Regions from separate parts of the Triticum aestivum genome. Here region 2 is linked to region 1. Evidence: chromatin contacts called from public Hi-C data. All regions are on one chromosome and are shown on one strand. The core of a region is the stretch at or near the end of the contact, and the rest is flanking DNA. Distances in the headings are between cores, read along the strand shown.

What was found. Hi-C and Micro-C count contacts between places; a contact is called where the count stands out from the background.
Region 2: a Hi-C map of leaf shows a contact between it and region 1, with 2.3 times the contacts expected there. The contact joins the enhancer-like site here to the promoter of LOC123095216 in region 1. A contact is called at or near these places in 2 of 5 Hi-C or Micro-C datasets (leaf and root).

The regions. Positions count from the first base shown.
Region 1 is chr4B:558,453,837-558,459,143 of IWGSC CS RefSeq v2.1, reverse strand. LOC123095216 (neurogenic locus Notch protein) reads right to left here and starts at 3,201. Exons shown (of 6, transcript XM_044517014.1): 1 at 2,923-3,201; 2 at 2,682-2,828; 3 at 1,779-1,862; 4 at 1,549-1,677; 5 at 1,352-1,468; 6 at 959-1,258. The coding sequence starts at 3,040. The coding sequence ends at 1,188.
Region 2 is chr4B:558,620,674-558,626,034 of IWGSC CS RefSeq v2.1, reverse strand. No RefSeq gene overlaps it. Among protein-coding and RNA genes, the nearest start is that of LOC123095217, 160 kb to the right of the region's middle. Within about 2 kb of position 3,359, at least 7 of the 8 cell types and tissues checked have an H3K27ac peak or open chromatin away from gene starts, as enhancers often do. A contact at or near this core is called in leaf and root, where this site is marked.

The DNA of each region.
Region 1 (5,307 bases), core at 1,952-4,451:
AAAGGGTGCTGTGAAAGGTGATGTTGATGCTACATTGTCATATGAGAACAACAGGTGCTCGGCCGCAGCTATTTTTCATGCTGATGATGGTATGGTACCTACCTGGGGGCTTCGGCATTGGTTATGAAGACTGTTTACGATCCAGTTTGTGTTGAGGCAATGGCGTGCTGCGAAGGGTTGTGCTTGATGCAGAACCTAAATCTGTACAATGCTGTTATAGCCTCTGATTCTAGGGGGCTTGCCAGAAGTATCTATGAAGGAAGCAGAGGAGAGGAAACCATGATCTTAACCGAAGTCACGCGCAAGCTGGAGGTTCTACGAGATGTTTCCTTAGGGGCTTATTCGGTTTGGAGGATTTCGTAACGTAGGAATTAGGACTAGTATAGGAATCTTATAGGATGGCACTTGCCATCCTAAGGAATTGTCTCGCCTCGTTCCTACGGCCAAAATAAGCTTTGAGTGGATGTGTAATTTCCTCCAAATACACAGGAAATGAATAGTATTCCTGCGAAATTCTTGTACACATTTCCTACAAACCAAACACATCTATAGGAAATTTTCCTCTGGGATCCTTGTTCCTATGTGTTTCCTATGAAAATCCTCCAAACAAACATGAAAAATAGCTGCAGCCAAGCACCTGCAGCTATTTTTCGTGCTGATGTTGGGTGTATAATGTAGATGCTCATAATATTGCTAGAATGTCTCTAGTTTTATGTCCAGGCCGCCATGTTTCGCTCCTGGAGCCCCCCGGGCTTTGTATCTGCTACTGTACCCCCTTAATAAAGCCCGGGTGTTTTCCCTAAAAACAAAATCTAAAAGAAGTACTATGTAGCTTTTTTATGATAAAAATATCAAACTCCTTTTGCTTTGCTCTATTTATAGCGCGTAGGATTCTGCCATTGAGGAAATCGACATCAGAAATAAGAACATGAAAAGTTTCAGCCAACCAACGATCAAATAGACAATCGGTTTATTTAATATTATAAAATTATTCACAGAGACAGTTTATTCCATTTTCACACTACAACATCAATTCTCGCACCATAGAAGAATTAACAAGTGCAAAAGTATACTGCAGCAGCGACATACACCCAACAAAGTACATCTCTAACGGGCTAAAAGCTCTACCCTGTCCGTGAACAAATACTCCATCTAGTGTTATACCGTGGTATAAAACCATCCTCTGTTCATGTCGCCTGACCCATGGCCAGTGAGGCCAATATCAGCAGAGGAAGCAGAATTTGCCGCAAAACAGATCCTGCAAATGTTATAACAAAGGCGATGACAGTAAATTAACCCGTATATACAAGCGATGCAGATGTCGAGACATATCTGAAGCAAGACTTTATACCTGGAACAGGTGCATTGCAATTGTTTGAAACACTTGCAGAGCCAGCTGGTGGTGCTGTAGAACTGGAGTTTGTGGATGGTACGATCCCGATGGCTGCGCAATCCGCTCCGTAAGAACCTGAATGATGCAGGAGTTAGATGTGAGATGCGTGGTTTTGCTGTACACATGGGAAGTTGCTTGTGTCCATATGATCTTACAGTCTTGAAAACAAGGCATTGTGGTCATGTTCAGAACATTGCTGAAGCCCTCCTTGCACTCGCAGTGGTAGCTGAGCCCGGTGGCGTTCTTGCATGTGCCCCCGGAACCACAGTAAGCTAAGTCACAAGCTGTAAATAGGATTGTACACAGAGATTAATCAACATGACTACGGATTAAATGAAAACAACATGATCACAAAATGTACAAATGGGAAAACAAGAAGTGGTACGGTTTGCTGAGACGGAGACATTTTTGGGTGAAGGCGCCGGTGTTGGGGCTGAAGTGTCGTTAGAACATGTGTGATCAATGGTACCTGCAGGGATATTCTTTTGTTGGTTATGTGGGATGATATAAGCAATGTCTGTTATATTTTCTGCACAGATAATATTGATTAATTTCTGTGCATTGGATTAGTATACACAAGTGTTCCTTCAGGTGTAGGAAGAAACACACTGACAAACAAGAACTCTGAAGAGAGCACTTTTGATTGAAAAGAAAAATCTGAAGATGACATGAAGGCAGAAGCATTTAAAAAGTAACCTGTCCCTATTCTGACTGATAGAGATGCGTGTTAAAAATTAAGGCCCATGCCTGTTTCAACAATAGAGACAGCAAACAGAATTGAGAAACTGTGATTACTACGCGTTTGGGTGGACCAATGAGATTTATGTACATGTGGACTTTCAGTGCCTAAAATCGACTTTATTCAGACTGAAAAGGGGACATCCTTTTTGAGTACAAAATGGACTTCGTGACTCTGCAAGTCCACATCACCATGTATTCGAGATGCATATAAATCATGGGGAGTTCTGGCGCAGTTCAGACTGCTGAACTATTCTATTTTTCTGAGAACTAATCTTACAACAAAACGATGATATGTCTTCATCAGAAGCTAATCGTGGGTCAGAATTACCCATCCTCTGCAAGATGGCCTGTAACCACTGACCATTTGCACACCAAACTCACACGACTACAGAGAAGTTGCTGACAGATTAGGCATCCCGAGACGTAGGTGGTATGCAGTTATGGACCGTCACCAGTACAACAAACAATTCCGGCATATCTGGGCTGGCCTGCCTGCCCATTGATGAAGGAAGAGAAAGGAGGTACGCAAGAAGGAGCGCGCACTTACAGTTGGGGATGACGCAGGGCAGGAACCTGAGGCTGTCGCCGACGTGCATCTGCTTCCACCCGGGCTCGCAGTCGCACCTGTACCCCGGCAGCCCCGTCGTCACCGTGCAGTTCCCCTTCCCGCACGCCACCGTCTTGCACAGCGATCCTGCTCGCATCAATCAACCCTCAGGCCAAGCTCGTAATTAACACCGCCGGCGGCGTTGGGAGGGGCGGGGGGAGAAGTGCGCGAGGAGACGTACCCATGACGGGGGCGAGGAGGGGGCTGAGAGGGGAGAAGAAGTCGGCGGCGGCAGGTCTGGCGGTGATGGCCAGGAGGAGGAGGAGGACCAGCGCGGCGCCGCCGGCGAGTCGTCTCATCTTGGGTTCTTGGGTTCTCTGTCGATTCCAGCCGCAAGTAGCCCACTAGTACTGCTTTGCTGCTGCCCGTTGGTGTTTGTTTCCGGTCTCTGCGCTCCCGTGTGTGTGTGGGCGGTTGTTATGATGGAGCTTAAAGAGGCGGATGGATGTGTACAGTTAGTTGGTAGGGAGATGAGGAGGTTTTATGGGGGCTTCCAACATTGACTTGGCAGCGAGGAGCCGAGCAAAGTCAAGGTGGGTTCCGTTCCAGATGGCGCTCCCGGATACTTTTCAAATCTATCTTCTTGTGTTTTTCACAAACTATTATCGAAATTAGTGACTATAGCTCGATGGATATAGAAATAATTTTGTTATTTTCCAAAAAAGAGAGGCTACGAGAGTAGTATCTCCAAGGAGGACCCTCAAACCACCAGCATATATTCGCGCAAGATCATCTCCTCCTCGGGGCCACGTGGGATGAACTCGTGGTCGACGGATCTGAAGGTGAAGGACTCGTATCCGTTGCCCGCCATGCCAGAGACGGCCGGAAGAAGCCGGAGACGAGTTTAGGTGGCGGAGGAAAGGGGAGTGAAGTGGCTAGTGTTTGGTCTGGCGAGCGGATGGAGAGGAATTTATGTGGGATCGAGTGGGCCAGCGTGGGCCAGGTCCGATGTGGCGGGTGCGTCCGTGCGCCCCAATATCCGCCCCATATTTGGGCTGGATATGAGGGATGCCGGTTAGCCCAGACGTTTGAGGGTCGTTTGAGAGGGGCGTCTGGGTAAAAAAAAATATGACCGGACAGTGACCGGACGGCCCGCCCGTGCGTATGAGGCGCGTTTGAGGCGCCCGGCTGCAGAAGCTCCAATAGCACCACAGACTCGGGGGCTTGCACGGGATGTGATGATTTAGTCCAACAACTTGAAAAACTCCACCCCACCACCCAGAAACTTGTAGGACGCGTTTGGTTGCCCGCATTTAGCCCAACCAGGGCCGCTGGATGCATCTTTTTTTGTTGTTGGCGTGTTTCGTTCTACACAAACACTGTTGGCTTGCTTCGCACGGTTCTTAAAACATTTTTGGGTCTGCATCACTGGAAATGCTCAGATCGACAGTTTCCGGCGAGCCAGGCTCGAGCGATTCTCTCAAGCCCACGTGGGTGGCTGCATGCGTGTACATAAGGTACTTTCTTCTAAGCACCTCTCTGGTCTCCTTTATCGCTTCTACGCAATCGTGCTCTGGTTCGCGATAAGTTGTACATGAAAAATATGCGCCTAGATGTTATGGTTTCATTTAGGCGATTGGATCATAGTTTCGTTCACTCTATATGCTGAATTTCGTATTCATATTTGAAGCTTTTTTGGACGAATTTTGACAAATTCGTGAGACACGGTCGATCATTTGGAGTTTCTTTGAGGAGTAGTTTCACCTCGCTGTTTGATACGACTTTCGTATTGCATGCGCCGTCATCGAATGAGCACAGGGACAACCCACGACAGCGGCTGCAAGCTTCGAGGCTGGTCATCCATGGCGCTCCTGGTTAACACGGGCACACGCACGTGGAAAAGAAGAAAGGGGGTCAAGGGGAGCGCAGGAGACCTTGGTAGGCTGGTGCTGGTGCTGGTGCTGATTGGTCCGATGACAGAGAGGAGCACATGCTCGGCCGTGCTCGAGCACTACTCCATGGTCGGCGCACACCGTGTAGCTTGGTAGTCCCCTGGCGCAGCAGCGGGGAGGCTCCGGCATGAGCATCTCTAACTATTATGCATGTATGCAACCAAACACCGAGTGAATATTGCTTCGCAATGACAAAACCCCTTATGTCCATATCTATGACCACCAAGACGCCTCCAACGCGCGCGCACACACAGAGAAAGGGGAAGCAGGAGGAGAGAGTTCACAGGTTGGTCGTGAGCCATGGTAAATTACAAAGTAGTACTAGGAGTACTAGTGGTCGTCACTCGTCACCAGTTAAATATCACAAGATTGCGTAGATATGCATACTTAACAGCAGGAAGTGCTGCACCATTCATTCGTCAGAGAAGAACACTAGCACTTCGGATTCATTCTGATTAACATTCACAAATCGCAGGCAACAAGGAACATAAAGAACCAGATTGCGTTACATCCAAACCAGATCCACTAAAGGACTCGCGAATTCACAAGGCAGATGATTTGATGTCGGAGGGGGAAAATCACCACTCGGTCAGACTATTGCCACACTGACAAATCAAAGACAGCAAGCATGAACCAGATTGATAGCATTCCATTCCAACCAGAACCACCATCGA
Region 2 (5,361 bases), core at 2,110-4,609, 170 kb before region 1:
CCGGACTTGGAAAATCCCTCCGAGACAACACCTCGGGGTCGCCTGCCCCGTGAGACGGTGCAACAAGGGGAGGCGTTTCGCTCTCTATCATCTCCGGACAAAGATCCCCTGAAGATGAGCTCTGCTGAGAAGGGTTGAGATCCGAACTACAAGGTAATATTTCGGTTATCTCCCTCGGGAATAAAACAGGAATGTCATTTATTTTGGAACCCCTCTCTTCACTTACAGCTCGGGGGAGAGCGGATCCCCTTGAGGGCGCAATGCGGCCGGGGCATTCTCCGGCGCCCAACCCTCTGGCAAAGATTTCTTCCCCCGTTTTGAGGCCATCCCCTCCGGGTCTTCAGAGGTAGTCCTTTTCTTTCCCTGGTCGGGGGAATTTTCAATTCCTCCCTTCCTAACAGCCTCCTTCACGGAATCGGTAGCTCCTTGGTTCCCCCCTTCGCCTTCTTCCAAAAGCACGACCTCCAGCATCCAGGTTAACACGGGATCCGGCGCGGTCTCAGGCAGGGGGGCTGGACACCTGATAAGCTTTGCCTTCGCTATTCACTCCTGTTCAAAGGACAGCTCTATTAAGGGTAATTTTATGATGAAAATACGGATGGCGTGTCCAGATACGGGGCTACTTACTCGAGCATCCGGGCAATTGCAGCTCAGACCTGCGTCCTTGGACAAATCCGGACACCTTGCTTGTGATCCAAAGAACAATTTGTACATCTCCACGGGCGTCGTGCCCATAAAGTGTTGGAGGACTCGCGATCCCTCCGCATTAAATTCCCATAGGCGGAGAGGGCGACATTTGTAGGGCAGCGTGCGGCGAATCATCATAACTTGCGCCACTACGGTCAAGTTGATATCTCTTTCTAGAAGATCTCGAACGCAGTCCTGCAGCAAAGGCACGTCTTTGGACGGCCCCCAGATAAGCCCTTCATTAACCCATGACGCTAGTCGTGGTGGGGGACCCAAGCGAAAAGCAGGTGGCGCCACCCATGTCGTGCCCGCAAGTTGGTCACCAAAACATACATCAAGTGGCACGTGAAATCCCATTGTCACCACAGATAAGCACGGCAAGACATACATCAAGTGTTCTCAAATAAAGACTCAATCCGATAAGATAACTTCAAGAGGGAAACTCAATTCATCACAAGAGAGTAGAGGGGGTAGAAACATCATAAGATCCAACTATAATAGCAAAGCTCGGGATACATCAAGATCGTGCCATAGAGGGAACACGAGAGAGAACTCGAGAGAGAGAGAGAGAGTTTTTAACGAGACAATATAAATACAAGTGCGGACGTATGTCATATGGTTTCTCCTTTTCTTTTTCCCACTGGGTTTTTAAAGGAGTTTTCGGTGGCATATCATTATAATGTTTCTCCTCAAATTTTTTCCACAGGGTTTTTAGGAGAAATTTTTGGATTGCAATATACAGATGACGAATTGATCAAGTGGGAATGTTAAGAAATATATTATGTGATCAATTGTACGGGAGGGATGCCTTCCAGGAGGTGTCTGTTGAGGAAGAGGTGTCTGCCCAACACACCCCTTCAGGCTGTATATAAGTGGGTCTCCTACATTACAATAGACTAAGAGAATCATTTGTGTCTTTTCTTTGTCTTTTCTACTTTGATACTACAACAGATCGATCGACATTCTTGGACGAGTACTTCACCTCGAGCAACCATGCAAGGCATCCACACGCGAAGACGTTGCGTTTGCATGGCGGTTTATGTCAACCACTGCATACAGCCGCGCGCACCGATCCACGGCTGCTGATCGAAGGCGTCGCTGGCATGTTGACGGCCGGAAGCATACAAATGCACGTCCTGGGCCTGCTGATTAATTCTGTGCCGATATCTTTATCGACAGCCATATGAGCCATGAATGAAATCCCAGCTTCGCGCTGTTCACTACGAACGCCTGGCCTGTCTCCGCGCGTCAGTACTGCTCGATCGTGCATTTCACTGCCTCGTCGATCATCTTTTACGTGGAGTGAGTGTGGTCCTAGAACAAAAAAAGGCTGCTGGTAGGAAGAAGATCATCTCGGTTTAGGTGTGTGCTTTGTAGTGGTTGCATTCAAGAGGGATAAGCAGAGCATGCATTCATTGATTGGACCGACCGGGCTCTCAAACCAGCCAGACATGCATGCACCAGCAAGCTAGCATGCAGGTCGAGCAGCTGTAGCGGCAGCCAACCAGCCACAGTGGAGTACGTACGCACGCACGTACGTAATGCGGACACGCCACCATATATAGCATTCTGCAGCCTATCCTGCTCTCCGCGGACGTACACCACGTACATGCACATGCCCAGTCGGTCGATCCAACGCCCTAGCTAGCGCCAGCACTGTTGGACCGGGACGGATCGACCTGGGAGATGCATCGATGGAGAGAGTTCGCTGGGCGCAGTGGCGTGTCTAGCTTAATTCTGCGCACGCATTTGCATGGGGTGCACTGCGCATGACTGAACAGCTCCTGGCCTCACACAGTGGCGCTCGTACGTACGTACTTACGTGGATGGATGGATTGATCGTCGGTGCCGGTGCGTGTGGCCGCAACCGCCCGGGCCGGACGGCCGAAACGTGGTGTCGTGTCACGTCCGTCCGGCCGAGGCGACCCGTGCGCGCACATGCACGTACACGGACTGTTGCTGGGGGGCTTACGGAGTTGATGCTTTGCCAAACTGCCGTTGGGTGGCCTCGAATAGGTTTCGCACTGTGTGAGTAACAAGAACCTAGCCTCTCTAGGTCCGTCCTCCTCCCCGCACTGTGCCTGAGTTGATGCATGCGAGGCACGAGCCGACGGACGGCACGTACCGCTCCATCACAAGCCCGTTTTCCGCATGGGATCTCCATGTCCTGCTCGAAAAAATTTGCGCACCGGATTTCGGAACGGAGTGTTGGCGTCGTGTACGTAGGTATACGTAGGGTGGGACTGGGAAGTGGTAGCACGTACGTACGTCTTTGCAAACAGAGCTACTCCTAGCAGGTAGGCTGGCATGGACATTGGACTCGTATCGTGCCGTGCGATGTTTTGACTCCGAGTTAAAACACTCGCTCTGCAACGTACCGCGTACACCATGTGCGAACGAACGAAACGCACCCGTACCCGTACCCGTACTGTACGTGCTTCGTGGGGAGCGGCGGCAGGGTCTGAGCGGTGGGGCCCAACCTCGGGCGTACATGCGCGTGCTGGGGCGCAGAGGTTCGTCCCTGTCGGGTTGGCGAGTCGTCGTCGGGCGCGGGCAGAGGCAGGCGGGGCAGGCGACCTTTCCCTCCGCTCGTGCGCCCATGCCGAAGTGACCGAAATGACCCCGACGCACGCACCGCGGGCCCCACGTGTCGGGGACAGACCATTCCCTTCCCGCAGACACGGCGTGAATGTAATGGACCCGTGTGCCCACTCGGCCGGGCCTCGTAAGGGCTGACCCCTGGGCTCGGGCGCCCGCGGGCCTTCAAAAACCTGTTGCGACGAGTGGGCCAGGTCAACGGTCAGCAAGGGAGGGAAGAAAAAAAGTAATGCAAGAGCCAACGGTGAGCGGACACGTGTGCTCCTACACCCGGTCCTCGATGAGCCTACAGTGTGGGGCCGCGAGGAAAGAGACGGTAGCCGGTGGACGCCCACCTCATGGAATTGTTATCATTATTTGACCGGTCCACGGCCGGGGCTCGTCTCGCTCGTGCCGGTGCACCCTTTTTCTTCCCTTCCACAGCTGGGTGATGGCTTGATTCGCTGCAAACAGTGGCACTCAGCCTCTGTTTACCTCCATGCTTGTCTCACACGCTCACAAAGTCACAAGACCGTCCAAACAAGATCCAGAAACATGCACAAAAGATGCAATAGATTAATTGGAGCCTCGGACACAAGTCTCCAAACACCAGTGCAGTATCACTGTGCGCCTGCTCCCTTCCAAAGGCATGCATGCTTAAATGGAGTACTTCTGACATGATTACAGGATCGTCTTGGGCTTATGGCAACTACTAGTAGTATGGACCTTTGTGTACATTTGTGAGCTGTGAGACTGTGCTGTGTACTAGTAGCGGTGGTCATCAGGAAACAATCTACTCCATCTCCATGGCCGGAGGGTGGTCCAGGCCGGTGACAGAGGTCCCGTGTGGGTTTGCACGTGTGGCAGTGGCCGGCGCATCCGCTTTTTCTTCACGAGAACGTATACCGATCCATGGCTCAAACCCTCTCTCCGCCTTTTCTCTCGCGGCGCGGATATCGATTGCTCCTTTTGCTGGTACGACCGCACTGCGTGCAGCACCGCACTGCTAGTCCTGACTCCAGTCTCTGTGCATGTGTACTACTCGTACGAAAGACGGGGCGTGGATTTTTCACCGCAAGATCCACGCACGAATGATCTGTAGGCCGCGGACACACGGCCGAACATGTGGATTCCAGTGGCCGATGCGTTGCCGATGTCATGGTGATTTCGGGTCGATTGACCCCGAATCGGAAATGTACAAATGCGACGGGGATGTAGTAGATAAATTATGCGTCGGCGTTGGAGTCAGTGGAGAAGGGGCGGAGAAGAGAAGACGACCACAGAACAGCAGAAGTGACAGGTTTTGGCCCTAGTCAATGCATTGCCTCTGAAGTCCACGAGCGCAAGAAAACAAACCCTGATCCATGGCCTCTGATATTTGGTTACAATTGTTTATCGAGTCTTATCCTTGAAATGGGCAATGCTGCACAGCAGTACAACTTTTTTTCATCTTACATGACCAAATTAATTTTTGCGGGTGACATGTTTTGGAAACTTTTTTTCATCTTACATGACCAATGGGCTGGAGTATGTTGTTGAAGGGATACTGGAGACCAAGATCCTGCAATTAAGGGTTTCATCAATACTACTACTCCAGTGGTACTCCATAGGATGCCCTTAGTTGGTGAAAGGGAAAGGCATGGGAGCAACCGACACGCATGCCGATAGGATCAAGCCAGGCATCATCATTGTCGGCCCGAAACTGACCGCTGCGTCGCACGGGGCCATAAATACGCTCTACCAGTCGACACACCCAACCCTCCAGGCCCTGGACGCAGTCGGTCCGCCTGACCGTAGCATTTCGTCGGAGAGAAGGCCAGAATCAGGTTCGGGTCAGATCAGACGGCCGATCCGCTCGGACACTTGTCGCACATCTAGTCTGGTCCATCCATCTTTCACACATCCACCGTCCGTGCCAACCGAGAGAGAGAGAGCTCCCATCCATGGTAGGGTCCATACGTACACAGGCGCTCGGTGCGCCATTGCATTGCATGCACATGCAAGCACGCACGCACATACGGGGGGTCCAGGAGCAGTCTGGTCCGACGTCGTAGGAGCACTGTTCCTAATCAAATCCATTCTAGGCTTTGTATATCC